Regions from separate parts of the Mus musculus genome. Here all the other regions are linked to region 1. Evidence: chromatin contacts called from public Hi-C data. All regions are on one chromosome and are shown on one strand. Each heading gives the region's core, a stretch centred on a gene start, on an enhancer-like site or on the middle of the called end of the contact. The rest is flanking DNA. Distances are from core to core; before and after follow the strand shown.

The links. Hi-C and Micro-C count contacts between places; a contact is called where the count stands out from the background.
Region 2: a Hi-C map of cerebellum shows a contact between it and region 1, with 13 times the contacts expected there. The contact joins the promoter of Onecut1 here to the promoter of Isl2 in region 1. A contact is called at or near these places in 1 of 39 promoter capture datasets (cranial neural crest) and 2 of 484 Hi-C or Micro-C datasets (both in cerebellum).
Region 3: a Hi-C map of cerebellum shows a contact between it and region 1, with 8 times the contacts expected there. The contact joins the promoter of Bsx here to the promoter of Isl2 in region 1. A contact is called at or near these places in 2 of 484 Hi-C or Micro-C datasets (cerebellum and embryonic stem cells).

The regions. Positions count from the first base shown.
Region 1 is chr9:55,539,398-55,542,748 of GRCm38.p6, forward strand. Isl2 (insulin related protein 2 (islet 2)) reads left to right here and starts at 1,752. Exons shown (of 6, transcript NM_027397.3): 1 at 1,752-1,941; 2 at 2,703-2,892; 3 at 3,000-3,262. The coding sequence starts at 1,884.
Region 2 is chr9:74,860,304-74,863,654 of GRCm38.p6, forward strand. Onecut1 (one cut domain, family member 1) reads left to right here and starts at 1,618. Exons shown (of 2, transcript NM_008262.3): 1 at 1,618-3,098. The coding sequence starts at 1,994. It overlaps Gm33562 (a long non-coding RNA gene), which reads right to left and starts at 2,833. Exons shown (of 4, transcript XR_870924.1): 1 at 2,759-2,833.
Region 3 is chr9:40,872,264-40,875,614 of GRCm38.p6, forward strand. Bsx (brain specific homeobox) reads left to right here and starts at 1,864. Exons shown (of 3, transcript NM_178245.3): 1 at 1,864-2,176. The coding sequence starts at 1,915.

The DNA of each region.
Region 1 (3,351 bases), core at 502-3,001:
ACCAGACACTGAGCACGATGAGGTAGGATTCTAAGGCTTTCCCTGCGATTAGTTTAATTTTTTTTAACAAAGCAAAGACAGCTGTTCTAAGTACAACCCATTTCACAGATGAGGAAAAGTGAGGGAGGAAGAAGAAATGAAACACCCAAAGTCACAGAGACCAGCGCTGATGCAGGACCCTTTACTTCATGGTTTGTGGTTTACCAGCAGAGATACAGTCATGCAAACTTAACCAGCCCCAGAGCCAGAGCGGCTGGGGCGCTAGTAGGAAAGATGGGGAAGGGTCGGCCTGTTGTCAAGCGGGTTGTAGGCTGTGGCAAAACTCTGGGTCCAGAGAACACTAGCGCTCTAAAGGTGGAGGCGGGGTCAAAAGCTACAGGAATCCGGCTGTGGAGCGAGGTGCCAGACTGTTTCCAGCGCTGGGGCATCTCCGAGCAGCCTTTCTAACCCCGACTTTCTGCAGAACCTGTGCCGACGCTCTTGACTGCAACCATTTCCCAGCCCAGCAGCTTCGGCTCTTAGCAGTTGGACCGCCGCGCCTGAATTAGATAGATCTCGGGCAGCGAGGCCTGCGGGATCCAAGTCCGGACATAGCTTTTGGTCGAGATACTTTATCCCAGAAGCCCACCCGCGCCCCACTTAGAGAGGTATCAAGTTTTTGGTGTCCTTTCAGAATGGGAGTGAGGGACCAACAGACCACCGTTGGATAAACACTGTTTGTACCTCATCGATTTGTCTTTCAACCCTTTGAAACAAAATTCACAACGATTTTTGTTTAAAAAAATCCCGAGTCTTAGAAATCGCAGATTTTTCTAGGATTAAAAAGCCACCGGGAAGACGGTAAATTACCCCGTGTCCCACATTTGTTTCTGATTAGTTGTGTTGTAATTGGTTTGTGTAACCCAAAATCAGAGAGTTCGTAAAAATCTTTTACTGTATGAGTGACACATCACAGCACTGTTTTTAGGCTCTATGCAGCTGAGAGGAGAAAGGAGAGGGTGGGAGTCAGCATCAATTTAACCAAAAGAGCAAAAAGTAGGAGGGAGGAAAAGTGCCTAGGCCAGGGTGGGTGGGAGGACTGTGGCTCTAAGTCTCTGGATTCCTTTTGGCTTACCCACCTGCAACATCGAGTTTTCTACAGGCGGCGCGGGTGGGAAAGTCCGCATAGAGTTTATCCAAACCCAGGTGCTCATTTCCTACCCGTTCTCCCTAACTTGGACCCCGCCGAACAAAGGCTCAGGCCCACCAGGGAGAAAGGTGGCCGGCTGGACCAGTGATGGTCCCGAAACAGCGAATCCTCTTTTCTCCCTCAAGGTCTGTCGTCCCCAGGAGGAATTTTTAATTTAAAAATTATAAAAGAAAAACACTTTTAAGGGGGAGACGACTCTCATCTATTCCCAGAAGACTATTGCCTTGCTAGGCAAACGCCCTACAAGTCCGAAGAAAGCGCGGCGCTGCGGCAGAGCCCGCGGGGTGGAGATGCGGCTTCCAAGGGATTGCGGGACCCGGGGCTGCAGAGAGGATCTAGGAAGGTTTCGGGGGAGGGGGCTGCGCTCCATTGTTCACTCCGAACCAATCAGAGCTTTCCCACTTCCTCCCAGCCAATCTCCCTGCGCCTCCGTGTCTACCCCAGCCCACCCTCCGGGTCCCCATCATCTCCCGAGCAAGCCCCAGGGCGGTGGGAGAGCTGGGTGACGCTACAGGTCCCGCCTCCAGCTCGGGCCCCGGGCGAGTGCGTGCTGACGTCATGCTGCGTGCGGGCCGGTGCGGAATCGCTCCTTCAACTCCGCGGGGCAGGAGTTAGTTAGCAAAGAGCAGAGGCTGGGCGCTCGACCCTGGTCCTTCTGTCCCCGGCCGCAAGCTTTGCTCACATCTCTCTCTGCATGGTGGATATTATTTTTCATTATCCTTTTCTGGGTGCTATGGGGGATCATTCCAAGAGTAAGTCTTTCTCTGTGTGTGGGTGTGTATGTGTGCTTGATATGCAACATTTCCAATGCAGAAGAATGTTTAGCGGATTCTACAAGTGGCTTTTATTTGACAAAATACTTGGGAGAATAAAAAAAAACAAACAAACAAGCAGTGCATTTCGCCCATAACACTGTTTATTCGTTGGAATCCTACTATTTTATTTTGCAATTAGACATTATTTCCCAAGTTGGCTGGAATGACCTCAGGCTGTGAAATTCTTTTTCTTTTCTGCTAGGACAATTAGGTTTGATTTAGAGAAATGGGTTTCTTCTCTGCCTTAGGAAGGTAGAGAGGTTTCAGTAGCTTGATCTGAGGTGTTTAAACTAAGAACTGTCGAAGAAGCTAAGAGGGGACAGGGCTGAATGCTGCGGTGTCTGCGTTGAAATAGGGAGTCGCTGTGAGCGGGAGCGGGCGGAAATCCGGGCTTGGCTGACAGTGTGGACACGGAGGCGTCCGTAGCTCCCCAGTGTCACCGTGCTGTCGTCTGCCTCCCGTTAGCTCTGTCTCTAGCTGAACCGATACTACGTCCGCGTTCAAAGACGGTGATAATGGAAATATCAGGAGATTGTGTTGTTTTCGTTTCCTACTTTCTGGATCATTCGAAAGTGGTCTCACTTTTAGAGCGGGAGATCAAGCAAGGGAGGGCGGGTTGGGTTGGGGCTGCTGCAGCGGCCAAGGCCGGCCGGGTCCTGTACCGGGCCTGACGCGGGCCCTGCGCCCTTCCCTGCTAGAGAAGCCCGGGACGGCCATGTGCGTGGGCTGCGGGAGTCAGATCCACGACCAGTTTATCCTTCGCGTGTCGCCCGACCTCGAGTGGCACGCCGCCTGCCTCAAGTGCGCGGAGTGCAGCCAGTACCTGGACGAGACGTGCACGTGCTTCGTGAGAGACGGGAAAACCTACTGCAAGCGGGACTACGTCAGGTGAGCCGGCGGGACCCGGGGTTCGGCCCCCTTGGGCTGGGGGGGACACGGCTGCGCGTCCTGGGCTCGGGTCCCTGCGCTGACGCCCGCCGCACCCGGGCCCGCAGGCTGTTCGGCATCAAGTGTGCCCAGTGCCAGGTGGGCTTCAGCAGCAGTGACCTGGTGATGCGGGCGCGGGACAGCGTGTACCACATCGAGTGCTTCCGCTGCTCCGTGTGCAGCCGCCAGCTGCTCCCTGGAGACGAGTTCTCGCTGCGGGAGCATGAGCTGCTCTGCCGAGCTGACCACGGCCTCCTGCTGGAGCGCGCTGCGGCTGGCAGCCCGCGCAGCCCCGGCCCGCTCCCCGGCGCCCGCGGCCTGCATCTGCCAGGTAAGCCTCTCTCCCGGCCCGCAGCGCTGCGCCGCGTCAGTAGGATGTACGACTGTGTAGCCGACAGCTGAGCTTCCGACGGGAAGCCG
Region 2 (3,351 bases), core at 368-2,867, about 19 Mb after region 1:
GTACCCACTGACCTTGACTGTGGGCCTTGTGCTGTTAGAGGCAGGCACTTGGGTTAAGAGATGAGCCTGTTTGTACCTTAACTGATGAGATTTCAGGTTACCACACCCTGGGTTGACCACACCAAAATTTTCTTATAGACCCCACCACCACGACTCAATCCTAGGCTCTCTGAAAACCGTTACAAGGAAACACAGGCGGTGGGTTCTGTGTTTGGCACAGAGCAGGCCTCAGACACTTTGTTCAGTAGCTGAGCCCTGAAAGCCCGCTCTGAGGCTATCTTTATTGTGAGCACCGCTAGCCCCAGGCTGAGACTCGGCGCTGACCCGGCCGTAACTGCCAAGGGCCTGACAATGGGCACATCTGTCCTTTCTCCAAGGGATAAAAGCACCTAAGCAGACAAGGCTCTGCCTTTTGTTACGGACTTTTTTCTTTCTTTCTTTTGTAAATAAAAGAAAGCCGCGGCATGTGGCGGCCGGGTGTGTGTCCCACACTGGGGGCCTCCCCACGCGTCCCCACCAGGCTGAAGGCCCGGGTTCAATTCCGGATTGGAGCGTGACTGTGACAGGGGCACAATTATGCCCAAAGCTGAATTGATTTTCAAATCTGGAGGCTTCTTGCAGGGACGCCAGGAAAAGGAAAGCGTCCCTGCGGTCCAAGCCGCTCGGCTCAGCCGCGTGCACTCTGCCTGCGTGGGGTACTTCTTCCAAGCCTCTAGGTTCTTTTCTAGAAAGGCTGTGGAGTAACTAAAAAACCAGCTCCGTCCCCCCCCCCCCGCCCCCTTCCATGCTAACCAGGCCCTCTCTCCTGTCTCCCTCAGTATCCCCCAAGCAGAGTTATCCAAAGTGGGAGAGCTATCTTAATTGGGAGCAAAGTGACAGACCTTCTTTGAGGTCTGGGACAGTGAGGGGTGGCCTCGATCTGAGTGCTCCTCACTGAGCACAGATTCCTGAGTGCTCCTCGGCCCCGGGCTCAGATGGAGAAAGGTAGTTCGAGGAGTACTTGAGAGGATCATGGATGGCAGTTCGGGATACAGCGTCCCGACCTAGGCCTTCAGGGTATATACACGTCCCAAGTCCCCGTAGGACAACTATTTAAGGACAGTGAATGAGTTGGTCTCCAGCGATCCTCTAGGGAATAAAGCCCAATGGGCGAGTGGGCTTTGGGCCATGACATAGTTTCTACTCCCCGCCGGTAACCTGTACCGGGAACTAGCAACTCAGACTCAGGGGCTCTGGTTCTCAAACCTAGCTGGCTCACGGTGACAGAAACCAGGCAAGAAAGTCCGGATGGAAAGAGAGAGGGAGGTAGTGAGGAAGACCAGGAGGTAGCAAGTCTCCGAGGACTGTGGAGGCGGCTCCAGGTCGCACTCTGCGCGCGTCCCGTGCACGTGCTCACTGATCCCGGGCCATTCGGCGCCGCTGAGAAAGCTCTGTCCCCCCCACCCCCACCCCACCCCCTCGGTTCATTTGTGCTGGGACGTCACGGAGCGCTGGGACCGAGGGGGCGGGGCCTGGAAGCGCGCATGCGCGCTACGCCCGGCGGGCGTGAGGGCGGGCAGCGGCAGCGGCGGCGGCTACGGAATCGCAGCCACAGTCTGCAACAGTAACCGAGCCATGGCTCGAGCTGGCGGGCGGCACAGGCAGGCAGCAGCCGCGGCAGGCGCACGGGCCGCGTCAAGGGAGCCTGGGGCAGCAGGATTCTAAGAAGAGGGGCGAGAGGGGGCCGGGCTGGGTGGGCTAGGGGTACCGCGCTCTCCCAACAGCACGGGTCCTTTTTGGAAATTAATATTAAAAGAAAAAAAAAAGACAGAGGGGAAGGTGGGAGCAAGAGAGAAGGCAAGACACACACAGAGAGAGCGAGAGACACAGATCCCCACAGTGAGAGGAAGAAAGGCCACAGTCGCAGGCAGCCGATGTGAAGACTGGACTCCTTGCGCCCCTCGCCGCCTCTGCCCGGCCACATCGATGTTGCAGCCCGCTCGCCCGCATCACGATGAACGCACAGCTGACCATGGAGGCGATCGGCGAGCTGCACGGGGTGAGCCATGAGCCGGTGCCCGCCCCTGCTGACCTGCTGGGCGGCAGCCCTCACGCGCGCAGCTCCGTGGGACACCGCGGCAGCCACCTGCCTCCCGCGCACCCGCGTTCCATGGGCATGGCGTCCCTGCTGGACGGCGGCAGCGGAGGCAGCGATTACCACCACCACCACCGCGCCCCTGAGCACAGCTTGGCTGGCCCCCTGCACCCCACCATGACCATGGCCTGTGAAACTCCCCCAGGTATGAGCATGCCCACCACCTACACTACCTTAACCCCTCTGCAGCCGCTGCCGCCCATCTCCACCGTGTCCGACAAGTTCCCTCACCATCATCACCACCACCATCACCACCACCACCCACACCACCACCAGCGCCTGGCGGGCAACGTGAGCGGTAGTTTCACACTTATGCGGGATGAGCGCGGGCTGGCCTCTATGAATAACCTCTATACCCCCTACCACAAGGACGTGGCTGGCATGGGCCAGAGCCTCTCGCCCCTCTCTGGCTCCGGTCTGGGCAGCATTCACAACTCCCAGCAAGGACTTCCCCACTATGCTCATCCCGGCGCGGCTATGCCCACCGACAAGATGCTCACCCCAAATGGCTTTGAAGCCCACCACCCTGCCATGCTCGGTCGCCACGGGGAGCAGCACCTCACGCCCACCTCGGCCGGCATGGTACCCATCAACGGCCTTCCTCCGCACCATCCTCATGCCCACCTGAATGCCCAGGGCCACGGACAGCTCCTGGGCACAGCCCGAGAGCCCAACCCTTCGGTGACCGGCGCGCAGGTCAGCAATGGAAGTAATTCAGGGCAGATGGAAGAGATCAATACCAAAGAGGTGGCGCAGCGTATCACCACCGAGCTCAAACGTTACAGCATCCCACAGGCCATCTTCGCGCAGAGGGTGCTCTGCCGTTCCCAGGGGACCCTTTCGGACCTGCTGCGAAACCCCAAGCCCTGGAGCAAACTCAAGTCGGGTCGGGAGACCTTCCGGAGGATGTGGAAGTGGCTGCAGGAGCCGGAGTTCCAGCGCATGTCGGCGCTCCGCTTAGCAGGTGAGGCGCTGGGCGCGTGGGCGAGATAAGGGACTGACGGTGGGAGGGAATGAGAAAGGCTGGGCGCGCTTCGTCCCGCTCCGCCTCCCCTTTCTTCAAGAGAGGTGTCCCTAGACCTGGAAGAGCCAGCTCAGGGAGTCAACCTCCTCCTCCTCCTTCTCCAAGGGCTCAGCGCATTGGGCTAAGGGAGGCTTCGAAGACCGAACAAGGTGGCCTCCGCGACTTCGGGGTTGCGTTTGTGCTCGGGGACAGA
Region 3 (3,351 bases), core at 614-3,113, about 15 Mb before region 1:
CCGGGTGAGGATCTACACAGTGGCTGGGAACCTAGACATGGGCTGAAGCTGACACCCACTAAAGTCTCGCTGTAAGAGGCCCGCCCCACTATAGCTTGCCAGCCTGTGTTTGGAGATAGAGAGTAGATTGATATTCTTTTGCTGCGTAGGGATGATTGATATCCATTTGCTACATTCACGCTTCGAGTGGAGGTGGGTGGACTTCCTTTATGTGTGGACCATCACCCCAGTTCCTCTTCAACATTTTCTTCTATCTCCCTCAGTCCCAAAATCGATGACTTGACCAGGAAGCTGGTTAGGGAACTTCTGTAGAGTCTACTGTCTTTCCTTTCGGAGGTCATCTCCCCTCTGCCTTCACTTCCTACAATTACAAACTTTAAGACACAAGTCCCCTTCCAGACAAAGAGGAACACTTCTGACTTCATTTAAGTGGTCTCGGTCCCTTACCAAGCTCTCCTTTCACTGGCTGCTGCCAGGCTTCCTTCCTCTGTTTCCTCCCCCTATCTGCTTACCAGTGTGTCCGGGTGGTACAGGACACTCCCACTTCCCGGAGCACTGAAGTTTGGGGCCTAATTGATTCTGGTAATTAATTTGTTCTACCTGCTAGATCAGATGGAAATCCTACTGCAGCGCCCGAGGATTAACACTTGACTTCGCAGCACCTCTGCTAATTATCTAATAGCATGGGTTGTGAGGACTCAGTCTCTGTTAAAACACTTTTGCTATTAGCTGTAGTGATTGGAATTGTGATGACGACTAGATATCAACAAATTAGAGCTTAAAAATGAGGAGATGGAAGAGAAGTGGCTTCTTTTAATTTCCCCGAATTTAACATCAATAATTAGAGCAATTTTCAGAGATGCGAGCCCAAATTACTCCTGCTGTGCTGTAGATGATCACCTTAATTTTAGCAAATTGACTCCAGGGAAATAAATGTGACAGATTAGAAAAAGACAAACAGAAAAAAAAAGGAAAAGATTGGAAAGAAGAGTAAGGAAAGAGGCAGAGGAAAAAGAGAGGGAATAAAATCTAACACAGTGATGGGGACCCTGTAGCTGGAACTGGTGATGTGGCAGAAATAGCAAAGAACTGTAAGACTGAAGTGAAGAGCAGCCAGGAGGGCGGCAGGGAAAGGTGACTACGGACAGATTTAAAATGACCAAGTCTGTGATGCACATAGACCCCCTCTGTCCACTCCTTAAATTCCCGATAAAGAATCTTCCACCTGTCATCTTTATTTCCCCCAACAATTCAATCATCCCTGTTGTCAATTTAATCTAACTCTAGCAACTTGGTGTAGCGGACAGAGTGCATCTTCATTTCTTCACTTCTCTTTTCCTTTTGCTTTCGATTACTGAAACTCTTTAAAAGACAACAAACTGGCTCAAATGCTTGAGTTAAGTGCTTTAATCCTAGGCTATTGGGACTCTCTTGGTGTTCTCTCTAAGAGGCAGGTCGTTAAACAACGGTGAAAAAAAATCATTTTCCGTCTTTTAAAAAGACGGAACACAGGAGGCAGCGCTTGCAGGAGAGGGGTAGAAACTGGGGTCTAGAAACCGTATAGGAACCCATTGGGCTCAGCACTCCCTGCTTGGCCAGACGCATTCAGCACCGCGGACAGATCCCCGCCCCGCCCCGAGCCCACCCCACCCTCCCCTCTGCCTCTGCAGCCTCCCTATTGGTTCGCCGGGCTCCCCTCTCCAAGCTGCCAATTCTCCAACACACAGAACCAACCTACCCCGGCGCTGGAGAGGCAAGAAGACAAGCGCCGGGGATAGCCCAGGTCCGTATAGCTGCCGGGATCTGAGCCTGGGCGATCAGGAGCAGCTGCAGGCTCTTGAGTAGGCCTGCCGGGAAGCTGTTTGCTTCCTGCACTTTGTCCGGGCCCTCGCCCTGTGACAGGCGCTCTGCAAGATGAATCTCAACTTCACTTCCCCTCTTCATCCAGCATCTTCTCAGAGGCCCACGTCGTTTTTCATCGAGGACATTCTGCTACACAAGCCCAAGCCGTTGAGGGAAGTGGCCCCTGACCACTTTGCCAGCTCTCTGGCCTCTAGGGTGCCTTTGCTAGACTATGGCTACCCCCTTATGCCCACACCCACCCTCCTCACCCCTCACGCTCATCATCCTCTGCATAAGGGAGATCACCACCATCCTTATTTCCTGACCACCTCAGGTAAGTAACAGAGGCCTCTAGGAGTAGGGAGTGGGCTTTTTTTTTTTTTCATCCCCCAGAGCAGAGACTATATCAGTCCCGGTGGTCTTCTCCTTCGGTAGCAGTGGAAGGTTAGGGACATGGTTGAGAGCTCCCTTGAAGCAGGCCAACGGAAGGGAGCAATTTCTGGTCACTTCACAGTTTGTATAACTAGACAGGGATTGTGTCTGGCCAGAGGAAGCTGGAGTAGATAGATGTGATCATATTCCTGGTGGGCAGTGTTTCTTCCAGGCAACTTTGGCTCATCTCTCAATGCCACTTCTAAACTTCCTCCACGTCAGGAGGGTTCCTCAACCATCTTGACCTAGGGAAATGGCACTGAACTTTCCAGTGTGTGTGTGTGTGTGGGGGGCATGAAAAGGCTTCACCTGGCCCGCTCTCTTCTGCTAGGTTGGGTCAGGAACATTTGCAGATTCTGCAGGAGACATAGAAGTGAGGGAGGGCCGGGGGTAGTCTGCCACTGGCAGGAAGGGGTCGGGGCAGAAGGGAGCTGCAGTTCTCCAATGACCTTCACTTCCCGTGTTCAACATTTAACTCATAAGCAGTCTGCTTGGCTTCCTTGCTCTGGCCCAGTTGCTGGAGTCGCTGAAATATTTCAGATTTACTGTTTGACAATGAGTGGGGATTGGTAAAGTAAGACTGGGCCTGCAAATGCTGGGGGATGTCTGCATTGTGTTCCTTTATTTGTTTCTCTCAGTCTGCACGAACACTTTCTTCCCTAGCATTTCCAGTCCAGCCACACAGAGAAATCTTCTAGTTCAGTTGCTGAGCACAGTAGTAAGCTGGTTCTAGTGGGGGCTGAGGGAAGGGGGCAGACGATGTATGGAATACAGGCACTCAAATCCAGGAAAAAAGTGCTGAAAGTCTAGGACAGTAAAACCCGCTCAAAAGCTCTAGGTTAACGAGGCGCGATCTTAAGGCTCCTGGAGAAATCAGCATTGCTCCCTGGCTTTGACACCTGCCTGAAAATATACTCTTTTCCCAGTACTGGTGTTGGGCAAAATTCATGGTGCTGAAATGCTTGATTGTCGTTTTCCTCTCCTGGGCATTGGCAGATACTGGTGTCTGAGGCCCGGATGCTTGGGGCGCCTAATATACCAGGTAAAGCTGAGAGGGTCGCGAAACGGAAGCATCCA